2 separate regions of the Mus musculus genome follow, and region 1 is linked to region 2. Evidence: chromatin contacts called from public HiChIP or PLAC-seq data. All regions are on one chromosome and are shown on one strand. The core of a region is the stretch at or near the end of the contact, and the rest is flanking DNA. Distances in the headings are between cores, read along the strand shown.

Region 1 (5,386 bases), core at 1,936-4,435, 320 kb before region 2:
TGACACGGTGGTTTAGGAAGTAATTATAATTGATGAACATAAGTTTACTTAGTCTTCCAAGAGGCTGTGTCATCCCTTAATATCACTGACTTGAACTATGATTTTTTTTCTTCCCCTCAGCTGGTGGCATAGCTGGTCCCATATATGATACCGCTATGTGTAGCCATGGGGTCGTGTGCACCCCTCATCCTCTGTACCCAGTGCTCCTATTGACTGGCCTTGGTGTCTATTCTTCCCTTCTAGTCTTCCGAATTCTATGAACAGCATCTACCGTCTCTTAAAACTCAGCAACAAACAAAACATACTTCTCTGGGTCAGTCATCTTGGCCAGTTGTCTGGATAAATGCATCTCATTAAACTGACCTTAGAAACAGTGTGTGTGTGTGTGTGTGTGTGTGTGTGTGTGTGTGTGTGTGTGTGTGTGTTGTAGCCCTTTAACTGCAGCAGCTGTTAACTAGAGAATACTCACAGATGCCAATTAATTTCTAGTGGATAGGCAAACTCCCAAAAAGTAAAAAGACAAAGTGGATTTAAAAAAAAATCATAAAGCAAAAGGAGATTAATCTTATAGAAATAAATACTTGGCAAACCTGCCAAACACTAACTAATATTAAATAGGACATAAAATATCCTAGGAAGACACAAACTCAAAGGCTAACTCAAGGCAATAGGTGAGCTATTCTGACTGTATCTATAACAAGATAAGGGATGGAGTTAGTAATTAGCTTAGTGAGACCAGCCCTGTGAGGTAAAGCCCAAGACTTGGCTGATGAGTTTTACCAAATGTTTAAACAAGAATCAGCACTCCCTCTGACTCTTCAAAAACCAAACAGAAGTGGAGGAAACACTTCCCAACTGGATCTGAAATCAAGACATCACAAGAAAGAAAACTATATAATATCTTGTGTTTGTGCCTTGGGTGTCAGTCCTCAGGTCTCTCTGCCATTTTTACCCACCCACACTCTTTTTTCTTTCTTCCTCTCTCTCTCTCTCTCTCTCTCTCTCTCTCTCTCTCTCTCTCTCTCTCTCTCTCTCTCTTTGAGACAGGACCTCTCACTGGCCTGGAACTCACTAATAGACTAGGTAGTCTGACCAGTCAGTAAGTCTTTAGAGATGAACCTGTTCCCAGTTTCCAAGTGCTGGGAGCATAACCTTTACCATCCCATCCAGCTTGGATCTCAATCTCCCCCCGACTCCCCGCCCCTGCCCTGGTCCTTTAAAAAAACAAACAGACAAACAAAAAATATCATGGGTTCTGCAGATCAAAATTGTGTCCTCTTACACAACTCCAGGAAAATATGCCACTTTCTTTGATATTTTCTATGCAAAAACTGTTCCCAATACTAGCAATCTGAACTCAGCAACATGTAAAAAGCCATGCACCATGACCAGATGAGACACATGTCGGGAATACAAATGGGTTCACTAGACAAAGTTCAGTTTATGCAGAATACCATGTATGGACCAGAAGACAGAGATGACCTGATCATCCCAATTACACATAAAAATTATCTAACAAAACCTCCGTGAGGGATGGGGAAACGGCTCAGCAGGCCAAGGGCTTGCCCCATCAGCATGATGGCTGGAGTTCAGATCCTCAACACCTACATAAATACTGGCTGGGCGTGGCAGCCCATCCTAGTCCCAGGAGAAGCCCAGAGAGAGAGAAGGTCCCCAGAGCAAGCTGACTAGCTGATCTGTTGGAACAGGCACGTTCAAGTATGGTGCTCTGCCTCAGTATCTCAGATGCAGAGTAATTTATGTGGATGGCCAACATCAAGCCCTGGTTTCTACCCGCATCCACATATACTTGTTCCTCCACAAGGGGAGATAGAGATATACCAATACACCACACACATACACATATAAAAGTAATCCAATTGACATTCACCAACGACCCCAGGAATAATTATTCCACTAAACAAAAAATGTCTGAAGTTCAGAGGTTGAGGAATTAGCCTAGGCCACAGTACAACGACATAAGCAAGTCTTAATGTGTGTGTGGTTAGACAAACTGAATTCTTTAACTTTTAGAAACTGGTGCTAATTCTACAGATTTCTACAGTTATTGCTATTCTAAAGTAAAACGGTCAATTCGATATGAAAAATCGATTTTTTTTCCAATTCAGTACCAACGTGAGCACTTTTGGAAACAAAGCTGCTTCCTGGCAGAGGGCTGTGTCTGTCTCCATTTTCCACACCTGTCGATACATTTCATTTGGGGATTAGACCAGCTACATGGCTGACTCCATGGCTTCCCCACCTGCATCTCTTAGAAGCTGCCTCATGCTGGTGAAGAGGTACGGAATTGGGAAAACAAAACAAAAACCAGCTTTCTCAGACTCAGAGATGGTTTGCCTAGAACGACTTCTGCACTTAAGACACTGTGTGCTCCCTTAAACTACTCTAAACATCCCTGGGACTGATTCTCTCCTCTGTGCCTTCATAGTACCACGCAGTCCCCCAGGAGGCAGGGCTACAGGAAGAGGGCAATCGCCTGGCCGGTGCTCTGCTGGAGTGAGACCCGAGGCTAGCAGCGCAGACATCACCAGACACACTTCATATCCCTTGGATCTTAGTCTAATTGCCAAGGACGCTGATCGAGCATCAGAAGGTGGAAAGAGAGGGAGCAGATCTGACGAGCAGCACTCAAAAGTCTCAAAGATCAGAGGTCTGGTGGGGAAGCTCTGATATCCTAAGCTCGGTATACAAGAAAATGTCCTATGTTCCCAGTGCTCCACTCCTGGGGAAAAAATGATCAGAGAGACTCCGGACTTTGGAGAAAGAGTGTGTGAAGGACGGATCCGAGGCCAGCCACAAGACTTCCGATCTCCTTCTCTTTAATACGTGTTCTACCGCCACAGCACAAAGTGAGACAGATTTGAAGAGGAAAGTGTAATTATCAGGGTTTGGCTTCCCACATCCCAAGCATTAAGCCAATAAAAACGACACAGAAAAAGACCTGCTGGTGCTGGGTGGCTCACCAAAGCTATTGACTCAGAAAGAAAGACATGGACGGACAGTCTACATGGGTGAGCATGAATTCCCTGTGGTGATGGTAAGGAGTGATACCGGCAAAATCCACTAGGAGGCGTTAGACCCCAGTGCTCTCAAAGCCACACAAGCAAACTCTGAAATCAACCTTGCTTTCTGGGCTCAGAAAGGACGAATCTGGCGCTCTGCAAAGGAGCACAGAAAGCATGAGCTCATAGCACCAGATGGCATCGCACAATGAGGGGAAAAAGCATGCAGGGGGCTGAAAAGAACAAGCCGTGGTCTATATTTGGTGAATAATTAGCTTCTTACAGGGCCAAGTAAAGCCACTTTAAGGATGCTAAAAAACCATAGAATAAGATATATAAATAAATACATCCTACTGGATGAGGAATGGAGCCTTTGGTCTGGTGAATCGTTGCTGTTTCTACTGCTGACAATAGTGAACTAGCCCCACAGCTAGTGAGTCGCGGGGACACACGGGGAGGTTAAATAAGGGAGAGACATAGCAAGTATGAGATACTACAAAACTCACAGTAATTCAACACTGAGACGTCATTCAGGCTTCGAACCTGGGCAGAGAGACAGGACGTGGGTTTGAATTACAGCTGTGTAAACTTAGCAAATCCTTTAACCTGCGCCTGAGTTCCCTCTCTTATAAAAGCAGAGGTCTGATGGCATAGACTCTGTAGGGTTATTGTGAAGGGCTTAGCCCTTTATAAACCTCAATGCTGGACTGTGAGTCATCTCTTGGCAAATGCTCACATTCATTAGACAGAACCACTGCCCCATACCAGGAGGCTGGACCCTAAATGGCCATCGCAGATTAGCTCATGTGTACAAAGGGATAAACAGAACCATGCAACAGTTGCCCGGGGCAGTGATCCAACCACTGGTCCCTCTTGCCTGTCCACTCCTGTCTTCTGTGCAAGACTCCCAGCACTGGGCTCCTGCAGAGATTGCCAACTAACGTCGATATCACTCTTCTCTCAGACAGCAGGCCACATGTGTGCCACCGCTGGTCTAATCTGCTTTGTGATCACGTACGGTGTCTGGGGCCTCAGTAATCCCTGAGAGGTCTGGAGAGATGGGCTCAGAGATAGGTTCGGTGGCTAAAAACACGGGCTGCTTTTACAGAGAACCTGGGTTTGATTCCAAGCACCCATGTGGTGACACATAGTCATGTATAAAACCACTTCCAAACGATCTAGTAGCCTCTTTTGGTCTCTGAGAGCACCAGGCACACACATGGAATACAGAGAAACATATAGGCAAGACACATACACATAAAATCCTTCCTTTAAAAAATAAGTTAAATGTAATTTGAAGTCATCTTCCTGTATTTTGCAGTATCATGTTATATTGCTTTTTACTTTTTTTAAGATTTGTGTGCTTTTATTTATGTGTATGATTGTGTTGCCTACACAAATGTATGTGCACTATGTGTCTACTGCCCAGGAAGGCCAGAAGGGGGAACCAGATATCCTGGAACTTCAGTTACTGGTGTGGTGAGCCATGGCCTGGGTTCTGGGTTCTGGATTCTCTGGAAGAGCAGTATGGGGCCATCTCTCCTGCCCCCACTATATTTTTTACAACTCTCATTTTGAGAGAGGATCTCTTTACATAGGCCTGGTTGGCCTGGAGCTTGCTGTTAGACCAGGCTGGCCTCTGCCTTCCAAGTGCTAGGATTACAGTTATGTGCCACTATTCCCAGCTTACGTGGGATTTAAATTAGTGGCTGTGAGAGTTTTACTTGCCATAATAGATGCATTTATTTAAAAATAAAGTGCTTGGCACATATAAGCATTATGTACTTATTTATTACATAGCTTTAGTGTTCGGCCAATATGCCAACTTTCCAATTTTGACAACTGAGAGAGAGAGAGAGAGAGAGAGAGAGAGAGAGAGAGAGAGAGAGAGAGATCTCATACTCCCTCAGTGCATGATATTAGGGTTTCTGTGTATCATATCACACCGTGAGAACGTGTGAATGGCTTCCCATTGACTGGAATCTCTGTAGCCCTACCTTACTGACCCTGAGAATAATTCCCAGAGGCCACTTCTGTCCTTAAAAGTATTCCATGGCAGTGCTGTGCCTGTTTCCATGACCCTCCTATTCCTACGGTGCTTGCCTTCAATTCTTCCCAAACTCAGTTCTGTCTTCTTGAGCTCATGCCTTGGTTGCCGAGTTCTGACTTTGGTCTTTTCTGGTGGGTCAGAGAGTCACCCTCTCCGCTCATGACTCAACTCCCTTATAAGCAGACGCTATGGCTTCTTTGTCAGAGCGCGGCATCTCTCAGATAAGTCTGGAAAGGGTAAAATAACAGCAAGGCCTCCGACACTTGAGAGCCTCTCGATGGCAGGTCACGACAGTATGCACTCTTCCTAAAAC
Region 2 (5,396 bases), core at 1,458-3,957:
TCAGCATGTGACTTGGGAATTCTGGGTGTGGTTTCATTGAGGAAGCTGCCTCTACATACACCAGCTGCTGCCCCTTTCTCTTAGGCTTAAAAGAATTCAGTCAGGAGCATCTCTTCCCCGAGAATTTTTTCTTAATGTTTTGTTTATTTGTTTTTAGTGTTTTGTACTTCTGGCCTCTTTCTTTTGATTCATTTTGTTCAAAAGACTAGGAACTATAATTATTTCCATGACAGGCTTTTCCAGGTTCCAAAGTGAGCCTCTGGCTATGTTCTTAGCTCCTGTGCTGTCTTGGCAAGAGCAGGCCAGGTTCTGTGCTGTGGAAGATCCCCCAGACCTGCCTGGCTCCTCTCACTTCTGTGACACCATGACCTCATTGCTTCTTAAAGTCCTCTACCAGGAAGAGCAGAGAGTGTTTTCCGATGTTACTGGGGGAGGCCAGAGTACCTGTTACAGGCTCTGTTCTCACATGACCCACACCTGTTACAGGCTCTGTTCTCACATGACCCACATGCAGAGCACTGCTGAGCAGAAGAGAGAGAGGAGCCTGGAGTTCTGTCCCTGAATCCTCAGTTTATGTAACAAACCAGACCAGCCCTTCTCCTCACTGTAGTTGTGAGAAGCAGGGTAGGTTAGATGGCGATGGGAAAGGAACAGGAGTGGGTCAGTGCTCAGTCCTGCATGCATTCTTAACTTTAGTCAGAGTGATGGTACTTTTAACAGGGAGTGGCTCAGTAGCAGCCCAGGAAGTCTGTCTCAGCACCTGTCCATCTGGTGGGCTCAGCAGGGCAGTTACTGTGGGCTTGAGAAGCCGTCTCCTAAAATCCGTTAAGTTTATGGTACTCAGTGATTGATTCCAGATACAGGAAAAAGCGCCACTCCAAAACGCCTCTTTTGCCTGTTGCTTCCTAGGGCAGGCTGGTCTTGTAAGGAGAGCAGTTGTGCTTCCCTGGGACATGGGTCTTAAATCCTGTTTGTCAAGCAGTGTACAACATACGAAGCCAAAGCTACTTATTCGATACCCTTCATGTGGTAAAACTATCGTATGTTGAGTGGAAAGGTCAGAATCCTGGCTTCCATCAGTAGTTAACATGTGAGTTATGGCAGATTTTTTAGTCACTTAGTGTCCCCATTTCCTCCTCAGTTACATGGAGGTGACAACACCTGTGGAATGGGTACCGATAAGAACAGGTGGCATGGAAAGTGTGACATTCACTGAATGTTAACGCCGCTGCCAGCACTGTCCTCAGACCATATCAGTGCCTCGGTGATCATTTCAACCCCTTGAGCATCGAGCCTTAGTACATGTTATGTCCAGCTTACAAACAAGGTGCTTGGAAAGGTCTAGCACCAAGTTTGCTTCTGTTTTATTCCTATCCAAATGTAAAGATTATAGTGAATTCTGCCCCACCCTGGACCAAATTTTAAATAAAGTTAGGGTCATTTTAAAAAATAGAACTGTGTTCCTTTAGTGCTGTGGGGATGTAACGTGAGGATGCTGCTTTAGACAGGTGACAGTTCCACCACTGGCATTGCTAATGACGACGAAAGGACGACCTGAAAGCACACAGAAGAGTAAAAAAGCAACAGCCCTTCCTTCCTTTCTGTAGTCTTTATTCCTGATTAAGTATGGACTTGGACCAAAGAGGAGCCATGGAATCCTAAGAATTAGGTTTGTATTGTGTTCAAGCTGGAAAGGACAGAGAGATCTTGTCATGCAGCCCACTCTTTCAGAGATGAGAAATCAGGACGTAATAGAATCCTTTCTTCTTGAGGCTCAGTTGCTTGTTCCTGGCAGGATGTAAGCCTGGCTCTGCCTGTTCCCTCACTGAGGCCTCTTTGGCCCACAGTACTTACTACCCAGCTCCAGAACTCCAAATGCAGCCAGCTCATTTTATAAAGGTCAAGGGAAGGGGTTTGGGGTTTGATGCACCCCCCCGCTCCCTAATATTGTCACGGGTTCTTTTGGTGTTGCTATTACTGTGCATTATAACAGTATTTGACAAACAGGTGCAGAAGTGAGGTGTGCTTTAACGACCTGCCCCGAGGGATCAGGAGCAGCCCACCAGTCTTCTTAGTAGATGCGTAGTGAATATTTAAGGTCTAGAACCCACTTTATAGCAGGCTGTCTACACTCACTTCATGAGGAGGTCCTGACTGAGTTCCCATAGTGCTGAGTACTCGATGTTCTCAACAAGATGAAGCATTGGTGTGAAGTCCAACAAGGTCCACACAGGCTAAGCTTTCCTCTGGTGACTTAGATTAACTAATAGCATGCTGCATGTTTAATGCATATTTTCTGAATATTTGTGTTTCTCTTTAAAAAAAACACCAAAGACTTATCCTTTAACCCCATTAGAGCCAAGGATAATTTAACTCCCAGGTCCTTCTAACATTTTTTTAGACAGAAAAAGACTAAAGTTGTCACTGTTAGTCTACAGTTACCTTTGAAGCGTACCTTTGATTTTGAAACTTACTAGATACCGAAGAGTGGAGAAGGCAATAGAGTTCTTTGTGTAGATCCTTCCCTCGCCTGTCCCCAGTGTGAACACAGCCGCACGGTATCAGTGAGATCAGGCCCCGAGCGTCAGACTGATGCCTTGGCACGCCTTCCACTTCATTTGGGTCTCATCGGTTTTCTGCTTGTGTGTTCAGATTGCAAGGGCATTGGGACTTTGGAGAACTCGAGGCTGTACTGAGGGATGCTAGAGTAAACGGATCGCTTTCTAGTCCCTAGGGAGAGCACGCTGGGTGGGACACCTGCCCTTATGCTTTTGAGCATCTATTTAAAAATGAATCAGGATTTCAAATTTGCCTGAGTGAATTAGCCCATATGAAAATATCTAGTGCTCGTTGACCTTTGTAGTTGCACACTGGTGACTTAGGATGAAGTTGAATCACTTTGTGGATGCAGTGGTGCAGGGATTGCTGGACCGAGGCCTCTCCCAGGGGGACGCAGCTGAGTGTGCTCTTCCAGCAGCAGGACCACACTTTTGTTTTCCTGTGTTTGTGAACAATGTATAAACCACACAAAGCTTATTGTTGTTAAATCTGTGGGATGTGGGAAGATGAAAAAATATGTTTTAGGAATAAGACTTTGAGATCAATGTAACAGTTGTTAGAACATTGTTTCCCTATAAATTCTTATAAACATCAGCCTGGAGATTAAAATAGTGGCACACATTTACTTTTATTTTTTTTATATTTATTTATTTATTTTTGAGTAAGGAAATTTTACAAAATAAGAGAAGGCTTCTAAACATTTATTGAGGCAGGACATCAATACTGGATCATTTAACATTGATCTTGTGGTTACTTTTATTTTAATTTAGATGCCTAGCCACAAAGACCCATATAATTTGTTGACCTGAGTCAAATGGGCCCATTGGCTCAGCCCCAGTCCTGTTGAACAGATGGTTCAGCGGTGACCTGCTGCACTGAGAGTTATCATCACAATGGAGACATTTGCGAGCAGATGGAGTCATTTTTCTAAGACATTCTGACTATTCAAGCTTTATTTATTTTTATAATAATGGATTTTAACCAAATGGAGTGTTATAAATGTTAAGCATTTTTAGCATCTTTAAGTAGTATCAGCATATATGGTCCATATTTTTTCTTTGCCTGTATAAACTAGAAAGTCACTGCATAAAGTAAATTAACACTGTATTTAAGTAAGATGAAACAGAGAATGTGGTCTTTTAAGTGGAAGACAGTGGCAGTGAATTGGAAAGACAGCAGACAACTGGTCTCCAGTTCATTTCTCTGCTGTGGAGAATTGTTTTCATACTGGATAGGGCAGGAAAAGCATTACTGCAATGGAGCTGCAGCATATGACAGGTGAGTAGGTGGTTACAAGGCAGCTCGACGCCTTCAGTGAATCTAAGCTTTAGATTTACGTAAGCTCACCCTGAACATTGGGCAGACGTGATTGTCATCCACTGTCCGTAGATGTCCTTTCTCAAATAGAGGGGACATTGAAGATGAGAGATAATCAATGATTAACTTACAAAAGGGAGAAAGACGACTTCTAAAAACTACAGTCAAATCAAATGTCAGCTTTTTCCTCAGCAAACGTCATGAATAAATTATTGATTGTGTCATCAGTGAGCACTTAAAAGTGGCAGCCAACCTGGCCTTTGTGGAAAGCAAAGCCAAATCAGCCCTTCTCGTTGGGATGTTTTTATTCTTACAAAAGAAAAGGTAATGACTTCACATTTTAAAGTTTACATTGAGTTCTTGGAATAATTTAAAGTGATTTAAATGACTGTAAGTTATAATATAAGTGAAGATCAGCCTGCAGATAGAGACATCTTTGTTAGATATTGATCCAACAAAGAATTGATAATCAGAATATATCTGGAACTCCAGGAATGGCAGGATAACGCAGTTGGCTTGCAATCACAATGACTCCAGCCCTTGAGACGGACAAAAAATACCAGGCCTGTTAGCTAACTTATAATTTCAGCGATAAGGATTCAGAGGCAGGAGAATCGCTGGGGCTTTCTAGTCTAATTGGAAGCTCAAGGTCAATGAGAGACCCTGTCTCAAAAGACGTTGACCTTATCCCCAAGGCTTGCACCCATGTTTGTCCTCTGGTCTTCACATACTTGTTCAACGTACCTGCATTAATAAAGGAAATGGAATATGGTGTTTCATTGACGCAGATAGGTGTTGGGTTCCATGGAGAATTTAAAACATGTTAGTGTAGTGACTTCTAGTTGGAAGTGCTCCTCTCACTTTTTTTAATTTTTAAATCTTATTTTATTATTTAACATGCTTGAGTGTTTTGCCTGTATGTATGTATGTATGTGTACCACATAGGTGTCCAATGCCCTCAGAGGTCATAGATCCCCTGGGGCTGGAATTATAGACAGTTGTGACCTGATACATGGGTGCTGGGAATTGAACCTATGCTCTCAATTAGGAACAAGCGCTTTTAACCATTGAGCCAGTTGCCTTCTGCATTTTGAATAAGAGCATAGTCAACTATGCTCTTAAAACATGGCTACTGAGCAGCAGTTGATATTTCTGTGGGTATATATATTTATTGATATGTACTGTATCAGAAACAACAGAAGGAATATATACATTAGCCATGGTGCTAGTCTACCCATTTCATTCATAAGGCACAAGGGTAAACTGTCAGTCTTAAGTGGTTTCTGATCTCTTTGGGGCTTTACTTTCTTACTATCAGCCTATCTGATGTTTCCATCCTGGCAGCTCATGAGGTTGCTGTATGCCACATGGTCTATCGTACATAACCAAGCCAATGCTTAGGTCTGCCTAACCCACCCACCCCTGCTGGTATGTTTACTGGTGCATAGCGAGCCAGAAACTCCTTAGCCCAGCCTAGGGAATAAAAGATCTCGTGGGGCTTGCTTGGGCATGGCTAGAAT

Evidence for each region. HiChIP or PLAC-seq counts read pairs in DNA pulled down with a chosen protein or histone mark.
Region 1: an H3K27ac HiChIP or PLAC-seq map of VIP interneurons shows a contact between it and region 2, with 5 times the contacts expected there. The contact joins two enhancer-like sites. A contact is called at or near these places in 1 of 15 datasets of contacts at CTCF or cohesin (the NIH/3T3 cell line), 10 of 484 Hi-C or Micro-C datasets (B cells, Sertoli cells, bone marrow-derived macrophages and 6 more), 8 of 115 datasets of contacts at active chromatin or transcription factors (VIP interneurons, astrocytes, bone marrow-derived dendritic cells and 4 more) and 3 of 9 other capture datasets (adipose tissue, embryonic stem cells and liver).

Annotation. Positions count from the first base shown.
Region 1 is chr17:80,980,325-80,985,710 of GRCm38.p6, reverse strand. All of the region lies in intron 1 of Tmem178 (transmembrane protein 178), which reads right to left. Among named protein-coding and RNA genes, the nearest start is that of Tmem178, 38 kb to the right of the region's middle. Within about 2 kb of position 3,185, at least 68 of the 459 cell types and tissues checked have an H3K27ac peak or open chromatin away from gene starts, as enhancers often do. A contact at or near this core is called in VIP interneurons, cerebellum and oligodendrocyte precursor cells, where this site is marked.
Region 2 is chr17:80,658,447-80,663,842 of GRCm38.p6, reverse strand. The region is part of intron 3 of Map4k3 (mitogen-activated protein kinase kinase kinase kinase 3); the gene reads left to right. Among named protein-coding and RNA genes, the nearest start is that of Map4k3, 67 kb to the left of the region's middle. Within about 2 kb of position 2,707, at least 22 of the 459 cell types and tissues checked have an H3K27ac peak or open chromatin away from gene starts, as enhancers often do. A contact at or near this core is called in VIP interneurons, cerebellum and oligodendrocyte precursor cells, where this site is marked.